Regions from separate parts of the Rattus norvegicus genome. Here region 2 is linked to region 1. Evidence: chromatin contacts called from public Hi-C data. All regions are on one chromosome and are shown on one strand. Each heading gives the region's core, a stretch centred on a gene start, on an enhancer-like site or on the middle of the called end of the contact. The rest is flanking DNA. Distances are from core to core; before and after follow the strand shown.

What was found. Hi-C and Micro-C count contacts between places; a contact is called where the count stands out from the background.
Region 2: a contact with region 1 is called in a Hi-C map of frontal cortex, with 1.7 times the contacts expected there. The contact joins the promoter of Cdc25a here to the promoter of Ccdc51 in region 1. A contact is called at or near these places in 6 of 12 Hi-C or Micro-C datasets (the A7r5 cell line, Schwann cells, frontal cortex and 3 more) and 1 of 1 datasets of contacts at active chromatin or transcription factors (oligodendrocytes).

Annotation. Positions count from the first base shown.
Region 1 is chr8:118,607,481-118,612,138 of GRCr8, reverse strand. Ccdc51 (coiled-coil domain containing 51) reads right to left here and starts at 2,683. Exons shown (of 4, transcript NM_001014098.2): 1 at 2,600-2,683. Tma7 (translation machinery associated 7 homolog) reads left to right here and starts at 2,771. Exons shown (of 4, transcript NM_001126048.2): 1 at 2,771-2,854; 2 at 2,958-3,013; 3 at 3,096-3,183. The coding sequence starts at 2,839.
Region 2 is chr8:118,740,792-118,745,449 of GRCr8, reverse strand. Cdc25a (cell division cycle 25A) reads right to left here and starts at 2,402. Exons shown (of 15, transcript NM_133571.2): 1 at 1,990-2,402; 2 at 934-1,010. The coding sequence starts at 2,159.

The DNA.
Region 1 (4,658 bases), core at 1,434-3,933:
ATCCATGCTTGCACCACCTATAACATCAGTAACAGGGACTCGCCGCCCCCTTCTGGCCTCCATGGACAACTGCATTTACAGTCACATTCCTCCATAGACTCACAAGCACAGGTAACTAAAATACAATGTAAGGGCTAGGAGTATTGGTGCACGTCTTTAATCCCAGCACACAGAAAGCAGAGGCTGGTGGAGCTCTGAGAGTTCAAGGCCAGGCTGGTCTACATAGTAAGTTCCAGGTGAGCCAAGGACCCTGTCTCAGAAAACCAACCAACCAATCAATCAATCAACAAAATAGAACATATTTTTAAATAGTTTACTTTATAACTGGTTATGGTGGTACCTTCCTTTAACCCAAGTACTCAGAAGGCAGAAGCAGGCAGATCTCTATGAGTTCTAGGCTAACCAGTCCTACATAGTAAGCCACCATCTCAAAAAACAAAACAAAACAAAACAAAAAACAAACAAACAAACAAAAAAAACCCAAACCACAAAAAGCCAAAAAAACCAAAAAACAACAAAAAAAAAACCCCTCAAAAACCTGGTTTTGGGGCTGGAGAGATGACACAGAGGTTAAGAGCAATTGCTGCTTTCAGAGGTCCAGGGTTTAGTTCCCAGGACACACATCACAACCACCAGCTCTAGGGGATCCAATTCCCTCTTCTAGTTTCCATAGGCACTTCATGCATATGGTACATGGATGGACAAGCAGGCACACAGACAAATGCATAAAAATTACAAAAAAGAAAAACCCATAGGGCTAGGGACATAGGTACATGGTACAGTATCAGGGAGGCCCTGGGCTTGATCCCCAGCACTGGGGAGAAAAGTGAAAGGACTCAGCCTACTCAACGTGGTGCTCAAACCTGCAATCCCCACACTTGGGAGGCTGGGCAGGAAGACTTCCACAAGTCCCAGGCTAGCCCAGTCTACAGAGTGAGTGAATCTCTATTTCAAACCCAGAGAGAGCAGGAGGAAATACTTCTATAACTGGTTGTAGTAATATTTGTATAATCTTTGATTTATTAGAATCACTGAATTATACAAGTTAAATAGCTAAATTATATAGTAAGCTTATATCAGTAAACCTGTTATTAAAAAAATAATAGCTGGGCTGGAGAGATGGTTCAGAGGCTAAGAAGGCATATAAATTAGTTTGGCTCCTAGCACTTACATTAGGCAACTCACAATTGCCTGTAACTCCGGTTCTGGGGCGCCTGATGGCTCTGGCCTTTGAACACGTGTTCTCTCTCTCTCTCTCCTCTCTCTCTCTCTCTCATAATTAGACTTTTTTCTCAAAAACTGGGCTGTCTAATAGTGCAATTATACAGCACTTGTCTAACATGCATAGGCCCTGGGTTCAATCCCTAGTGCATACATTCATTCACACACACACACAGAAACACACACACACACACACACACACACACACACACACACACACCCCTGTTACTTCTTCAGCCAAAGCTTCTCTTCGGGATTTTATACTATCTAACTGTTCAACCCATATCACCGCTTGAAACCTAATAGTAATCTATCTTAACCCCCACTGTGGTTAATGGTAACTCAGGTACGAATGATAAGCTGACAACCTCACATCGCCCTAATTCCCCTTTTCTCTCCTATCTCAAATCCAATCTACTAGCAAAATCCCATTGACTTTCTAAACCTAGGAGCCCTCCCTCTCTATCTCTGTCAGGGATGCAGAGTGGTCTCGATGACCAGCATACCATGGTTAGACTACCTCTCACTCACCTGACAGGTCCCTGTGCTTCTCCATTCCAGCTCTGAGGTCAACAACAGAGCTGCAATGATCTTTCAAATACACAGAGAACTCCATGTCAACCCCTCCAACAGTCCCGCAGTTCCTTCAAGGCAAAAGCCAATGTCTTCTCCATGACTTTCATTCCTCTCTGACTGCACTTTCAGCTGGTTCCTCACTCCTTCCAATCATATGAAGGACTGGAACACACGAGGCCACTTTCCACCCAGGGCCTTGGCACTGCCTAGCTGTTCCCTGTTTAGAGCTGGCTCCCTGACCTTCCTCAAGTCCTACTCAAATGGACCCTGGAGAGTTCTTATCTAACGACCCTATCAAAAATTGACATCCCACCAAAGGAGCATTCCGTAACCACTTTCTGTTTATTTTTTTTCTCCCCACACAGGTCACATAACCTGGGATGCGTATTTTACTTATCTGCTTTGCTGTAGGTTTGTCTTGCTACAGTGTCAGCTTTCCTCAATCCTCAGTTCAGAGTTACTATTTATCTATATAAAGTACATAATCAACAAGACAATGAGCTAGAAGAAAGAATTTGCAAACAGTTGCACTCATTATTTCATAAAGTGCGAACTTTTCCCCGCGGCTTCTGAAGCTGAGGACTGGGCGATAGTGGCCACTACCCACTTCTGTCATCTCCCATCCTATCTCGTGCCAGCCACCTGTGCTTTCCTTGGTTCCGGAAAGGCACTTTGCATGTACCCTCCCCCCGACCTGCAATGCTTTCTTTCTGTGTGGGATTACCAGCTTTATGACCAGACACGCTCCCCCACCCCCACGTTTTCGAATTGACCTAGGCAGAAGGAGCCTCCCGCCCCGTACCTGAAGAGACTAAGCTTATTAGGCTCCAGCAGTAAGCCCCGCGTCTGCCACTCAATTGACCCCTGACCGGCCAGCACCCGCCCCTGGAGGGCGAATCCTTTAAAATACGTGAGGGCAACTTCCTGTCTAGCGGCCAATCAGGAGCCACGCATAGGTGCGGCATAGGCGCGGCATAGGCACAGGCTGTAAGCCCCGTTTCCGGCTTAGGATCAGGGTCTGGTGAAGGGGCAGGAGGCGCCATGTCGGGCCGCGAAGGTAAGGTTGTTTGGGGATGGGGGCACAGATGAACGGGGGGGGGGGGGAAATGGAAGGGCGATGGATGGCGGGGATGGGCCGAGCATGCTCGTGTCGCCCACAGGTGGCAAAAAGAAGCCCCTGAAACAGCCCAAGAAGCAGGCCAAGGAGATGGACGAGGTAAGGACGGGAGCGGAGGCGCGGGCGGGCGCTGAGGGAATGGGCGATAGGGCTGGAGTGAACCTGCTCTGCCTCTCTGCAGGAAGATAAGGCTTTCAAGCAGAAACAAAAGGAGGAACAGAAGAAACTCGAGGAGCTAAAAGCCAAGGCCGCGGGGAAGGGTCCCCTGGGTAAGTGAAGATCGAGCCGGTTGTAGGTGTACGAGGGCAGGCTAGATCTGCTCCGGGGGTCGATGGTGACCTTGGCCTTGGGTTTGTGCAGTTCGAAGGGGCGGAAATGGAAACGTGGCCAGAAGTGAAATCTTCTGCCTCTCAAGACAGTCTTGGGTTTCCAGTTCATGGAGAAGCTACAGAAATGGAAACACCACGTGTGCCAGACAGATACATGTAGCTAAGTATCGTCCAACTAGTTCTGGCTCCAAATTAGTAATTTACTGCTTCTTTATAGTTAACATTAGAACAAGAGCTTTTGTACTTGCTGGTCGCGTTATCTGTAATGATAATGAGTCCTGAATCACCTTTGGGTACTATCTAGACTTAAAGTCCAGGCTCCTTAACATGTGTTTTGCTCTGGGTGCTGTTTTGTTTTGGACTATACCGGGAAGCAAACTCGTGTGTGCAAGGCAAACACACTCCTTCTTGAGCTGTACCCCATACACCATGCGCCCTCTGTGCCTTTTTACAATAATAACTTTGCCGGCAATTTCCCCTCTTAGGAGTGAACCACAGGTCCAAGAATCTTAATATCGCATTAAGAAAAGTTTTAATTTTTGTATTTAAGCGTATGGGTGGTTTTTTTTTTTTTTTTTTTTGGTTCTTTTTTTCGGAGCTGGGGACTGAACCCAGGGCCTTGCGCTTCCTAGGTAAGCGCTCTACCACTGAGCTAAATCCCCAGCCCCGCGTATGGGTGTTTTTTATGCATGCATTTCTGTGTAACATGTGTCCAGTGCCCTGAGAGACCAGACAAGGGTCAAATCTGGAACTGTAGTTACAGATGCTTGTAAGCTGGAAATTAAACCCAGCTCCCTGGAAGAGCAGCCAGTGCTCTTAAGTGCTGAGCTATCTCTCTACCCCCCTTTTTATTTTGTTTGTTAATTGCTAGACAAGTCATTTATTATAAATTTCTGAGACTGGCCTTGAACTCTGGATTCTCCTGCCTTCACCTAGATAACTGAGAGTCTGTGCCAGCAGCTTGGCTTTAATGTGCATTGTAAAAGCACTGTTGTGCGTTTTCTAACTTGGGTCGTTTCTGATTTTTACTGGTGTGACATAGATACTGGAACTGTCACCCCAAGACCTGTTGCAGTGGGTTTGATCCATTGTTTATCCACACAGCAATGAAACTCTAGCTGTTGAGGTTGCTTTTTAAAATGAGGTCAGGTATCCGGCACTTTTAATCTGTGATTATGTATAAGGAGGTCAGACCTTGGGGAAATCCTGTACAGACGGAGCATTCATAATCTGTAAATCCAAAGTGTTCCGGATCTGAGACTTAACACCAGAAGAACACTCCACCCCTGGCCTTGGGTGATGGGTTGCAGTCAAATGCATAGGTACTGGACTTGTTGTATTACATTAACTTACAGCTGTGTGCATGGGGTGGGCTTCACCTAAATGTTGGGTTCACAATTTTGTGCCATCTCTAA
Region 2 (4,658 bases), core at 1,153-3,652, 130 kb before region 1:
TAGTATGTCCATGGACCCTCTTCTGTTTGCAAATACCATCAGAGAAACAAGATTGAAGAGGCCAGCTAGTATCAAGATTGACTTTTCAGATAGTATTGACCCCTAAATCTTTTTGTGGAGCTCCCCCCCCCCAAATATACTTCACTTAGGGGTATGAAAAATACAACCAGCTAAGTTCAGTTCCAAGAGGCCCATCTGGTGTATACTGTGAAATTGTATCTTAAAAAAAAACAGTCTTGGAAAGATGGTTCAGAAGAGCACAACTGCTCTCTCATAGAGGACCTGAGTTCAATTCCCAGCAACCACACAGGCTAATGCCCGTTAACTCGGCTCCAGCAAATGACACCCTCTCCTGGCCTTCAAGGAAAGTACACACCGTGTGCACACAGGAGAAGCATGCAAGCCAACATCCACACATAGAAAAGCACACACTTAAAGACATGGAAGACTCCGCACTCTTTTCTCTCCATAAACTGTCTCAGGAGCTCCCTCCTTCCCTCTGAAGGAAGGGTGTTTGTCACTCCACATCATAATTTCTATGTATACTGTTACCAATTAAATTCCTAGGCAAGACACTTCCAGAATGGCTGACTCCAGATGAATGAATGGTGAAGGCTGAACAAATGCCTGGATTGGTCAGGGGGATGGTGGCCCATGCCTTTAACCACAGCACTCAAGAGGCAAGAGGCCAATGTGATCTACATGGTGAGGCCCTGTCTCAAAATAAATAGATTTAATTAAACTTTTAAAAATAAGGGGCTCAGTGGTTAATAGCACTTGGTGCTCCTATAGAGGGGACAAATTCAGTTCCCAGCAACCATATCAGGCAGCTCACAATGTCCTGTAACTCCAGCCTCAGAGCTCTGATGCCTTTCGATCTAAACACCTACCTACACACATGAGCACATACATACACATAAGTAATGACAATACCTGAATCAGTCGATTCAGAGGAGCCCATTCTCTGTAGACTGCTGCTATTTCTCACGTCCATTGGTTTCTCATAGTCACTGAAACCAAGAGAAATACCTCCACATGAGCTATTTTTAGTATTTGACTAAAAGGACACATACAGGAGATGGGTTATGAAGTAGCCAGGCTGCCACAAACCATCTTGAGAGACCAAGCCAAGGACACCCCACACTCACACTTGGCCACCCAGAATACCCCAGTTGGCATTTAAACAAAGAAAGGAGTGAGTGGCTTGGCCTTGGACCACATTGTAAGACATGCCTGTGGCAAAGGCTGGGTTGTTTCCTTAAATGAGAGCCTCAGTCTGAGGTACCATGCTAGGAATAAGGGCAAAGGTGACTAGGCCAGGAGTCCCAGCTTTTCAGGGTTTGGAAAAGTCGAAAGGCACGTTTAGGAGGCCAGATGCCCAACACCGAAGGAAAAGCAACTTCTCTAAAAGCATTTTTGTTAGTGGTAGTGGTGTAGAGCTACTAAGTCCACCAAGATTTCCAATGTAGAAAAGTTAGTTTAAAAAGTGATAGCTGTAAAAAGGTAGATGGGTAGATATAAGAAACGTGCGGGCCAAGCGGCTGCATAGATTTTGCACAAATGCAAGAAAAGAAAATGCCATGTCCCTTTGTTGAGAAGGAACAAAGCTTACAGGAAACTAAGATCCGACGCGGGTGGTTCAGCAAAGAGTGGTAGTGAAGGCCATTTTCCCCCCGTAAGGGTAGATTCCAAAGACTTTTCTGGAATAGAGACAGAGTAGATTGAAATCTGAAAGGGGTGAACAAGACAGGATGCCCAGCAGGCTTCCCTGACCTCCGGTCTGGCTCGGGCTGAGGATAGCCCTGGACTATCCGAACGGCCTCTCCCGCCCAACATTCCGCCCGGGGGGAGGGTGCACATGGCGGGCCCTGGCCAGGCCATCCCGGATCCGGGCACCAGAACCAGGGGGACAGACTCTGCTTCCTGCTAGGTCATCCCGAGGGCCGACCAGAGGCCAGCGGCCTGGGGCATCGCTCGCCAGTCTCTCACCTGCCCAGCCCTTCCAGCTGGTCCATGGTGACCGTCAGGTTGGTGACAGGGGACAGTCCGCCAGCAGCTGACGCGCCAAACAGCACCTTCCCCGTGGGCTGCGGCGCAGGAGTGGGGCTGCAAGTGAAGAGCAGGCGGCGGCGGTGGGGGGGCTCCGGGCCCAGTTCCATGGCGCCGCCGGGCCTGCCCGGACTCCCGCTCCGTCTTCCTCCGCCTCCGCTGCGCCGGGCCCCGCCCCGCTGGCACCGGCTTCAGCCGCGTGCCACGCCGCCAGCGCCCGCGGGTCAAACACAAACACGACCCCGCGGTTCAGAGACGCGGCCGCCACGGGCAGCGGCGCGGACGGGCGAGCGTCGGGGACTCGGCAGGCGCCAGGCACAAGCACCGGTGCTTCTCTCTCTGTGTCCCGCGAGGCCCGTAGGCGGGCGGGCGCCTGCAACCTCAAGATTAAATCCAAACAAACTCCGCGGAGCCAGAGTCTTGAGGCCACCGACCGGACTAACTCTCCTCACTTTTTCCTTCCTCTTCGTTCGGTACCCGGCACAGAGGAAAGGAACCTCCACTTCCCTCACCACCAAAGTGGCCTTAGCGTTAATTGCTGCACACTCAGGATAGCCGCCGCCCCGCCCCTTCCCTAGTTGGCGCCAAACGGAACTCACCAATCAGGAAGCATACTTCTCCTCGCTCCCGAATGACAGCTGAGCTGGACCAATGAGAAGGAAAGGAGGAAGCATCTCGCGGGCCTCCTCGTGGTCACTCCCTCTCTCCATGGGGGCGAGGCCTGAAGAGTTGGGAGGTGGCAGAAATGAGAAAGGAGCAGAGAAGTCAATGAAACTCCCTGTGAGGGCGCTAGTCCGGACCAAAAGGCCCCCCCTATCTCGCTCCTTTCCAGTTGCATGCTGGGTAGTGTAGTTCCCATAGAGTGTGCTAGGCCGGTCACACACCTAGTCTGAGCTGCTGAGCCTAGTGCTGTGTGCACTTTTAGGAGACATAGAGACTAGGGAAGGCCATCTGGACTTGGCTTTGGTTCTTCCTCTGTGTAGTACAGTACCGTGGATCCCTCTTTTCCTTCACAGTCCTTCAGGCTCTGATTTTGAATTTCTTTCTTTCTTTTTTCTTTTTTGAGACAGGGTTTCTCTGTATAGCCCTAGCTTTGAACTCAGAGATCCATCTGCCCCTGTCTCTTGAGTGCTGAAATTAAAGGCATGTGCCACCATTCCTGTTCCAGGCTCTGATTAAATTAAATTAATTTTTGAAATAGAATTTCTTCTATAGCCCAGGCTGAAACAGGAGTAGTAGTTGAGAGCTTTACATCATCATGATCCACAGATAGCAGGCAGACAGAAGAGAGAGGAGAGGGGAGGGGAGGGGAGGGGAGGGGAGGGGAGGGGAGGGGAGGGGAGGGGAGGGGAGGGGAGGGGAGGGGAGAGGAGAGGAGAGGAGAGGAGAGGAGAGGAGAGGAGAGGAGAGGAGAGGAGAGAAGAGAAGAGAACTGGGCCTGGTTTGGGTTTTTAAGAATTCAAAACCCACTCCCATCAACACACCTGTTCCAACAAGGCCGTGCCTACTCTAAAATCTCTCCCAAACAGTCCTATCAAGTGGGGATCAAACGTTCAACCATATGAGCCTATGGGAGCCATTCTCATTCAAATCACCATAAAAGTACTAAGTAGCACATAGTGTTTATGTACATGACAGTGTTTCAAGTGTGATAATTGCTTAATCCTTACCAGTCTTACATCACAAAAATAATACCAGGAGGAACCAGAGTGAAGGAAAGGTCGTTAATTTAGTCATTATTTAGATGAATAACCATTATACACTCACAAGACATGGTTATGGGCCTCTTAAGTATCTTCACTGTGGCCGCATTTGTGATTCTGTATATTTTTCTTCGGAGACTGGGTCTCATGCAGCCAGGCTGGCTTTGAACTCTCTACAGTCAAGGATGGCCTTGAGTTTGATCTTCCAGGTCACCACCCTGAACTTAGTTTTGTGCTTGTAAGGTGAACACTTCTTTTTTTTTTTTTTTTTTTTTTTTTTTTTTTTTTTTTTTTGCTCTTTTTTTCGGAGCTGGGGACCGAACCCAGGGCCTTGCGCTTCCTAGGCAAGCGCTCTACCACTGAGCTAAATCTCCAACCAAGGTGAACACTTCTAAGTAAGCTACATCCCACCCCCGCCCCCACTGAGCTTCCTCAGTTACATTGCTCAAAGGATGTAATTCGAGCGGGGTGGGGGGGGTGGGGGGTGGGGGGGTGAGAAATGCCTGCAACCACAGAATTTGGGAGGTGGAAGCAGAAACGTAAAGTCATCCTCAGTTACACCGGGAGTTCTAGGCCAGGTGGGGCTACTTGAGACCCTTCTCAAAAAAAGCAGCAACAACAACAACTTTTTTTTTTTTTCAAAGTCTTGGCGGTGGATAAGATGGCTCAACAGGTGAAGATGTCTGTAAGCCAAGCCTGAGGACCTGAGTTTAATCTCCGGGTCCCACATGGTGGAAGAAGGAAAACCACTCCTAAGAGTGCTCCCTTGACCTCCACGTTTGAGTACACATAAGTCAGTGTAGTAAGTTAAAAATGATGTAATCTGTACCAATGTTTACATTTTTATTCTTGAGGAAGGGTTTCTCTGTGTAGCCCTGGCGGGATTAAAAGTGCATGCCGTCCCTG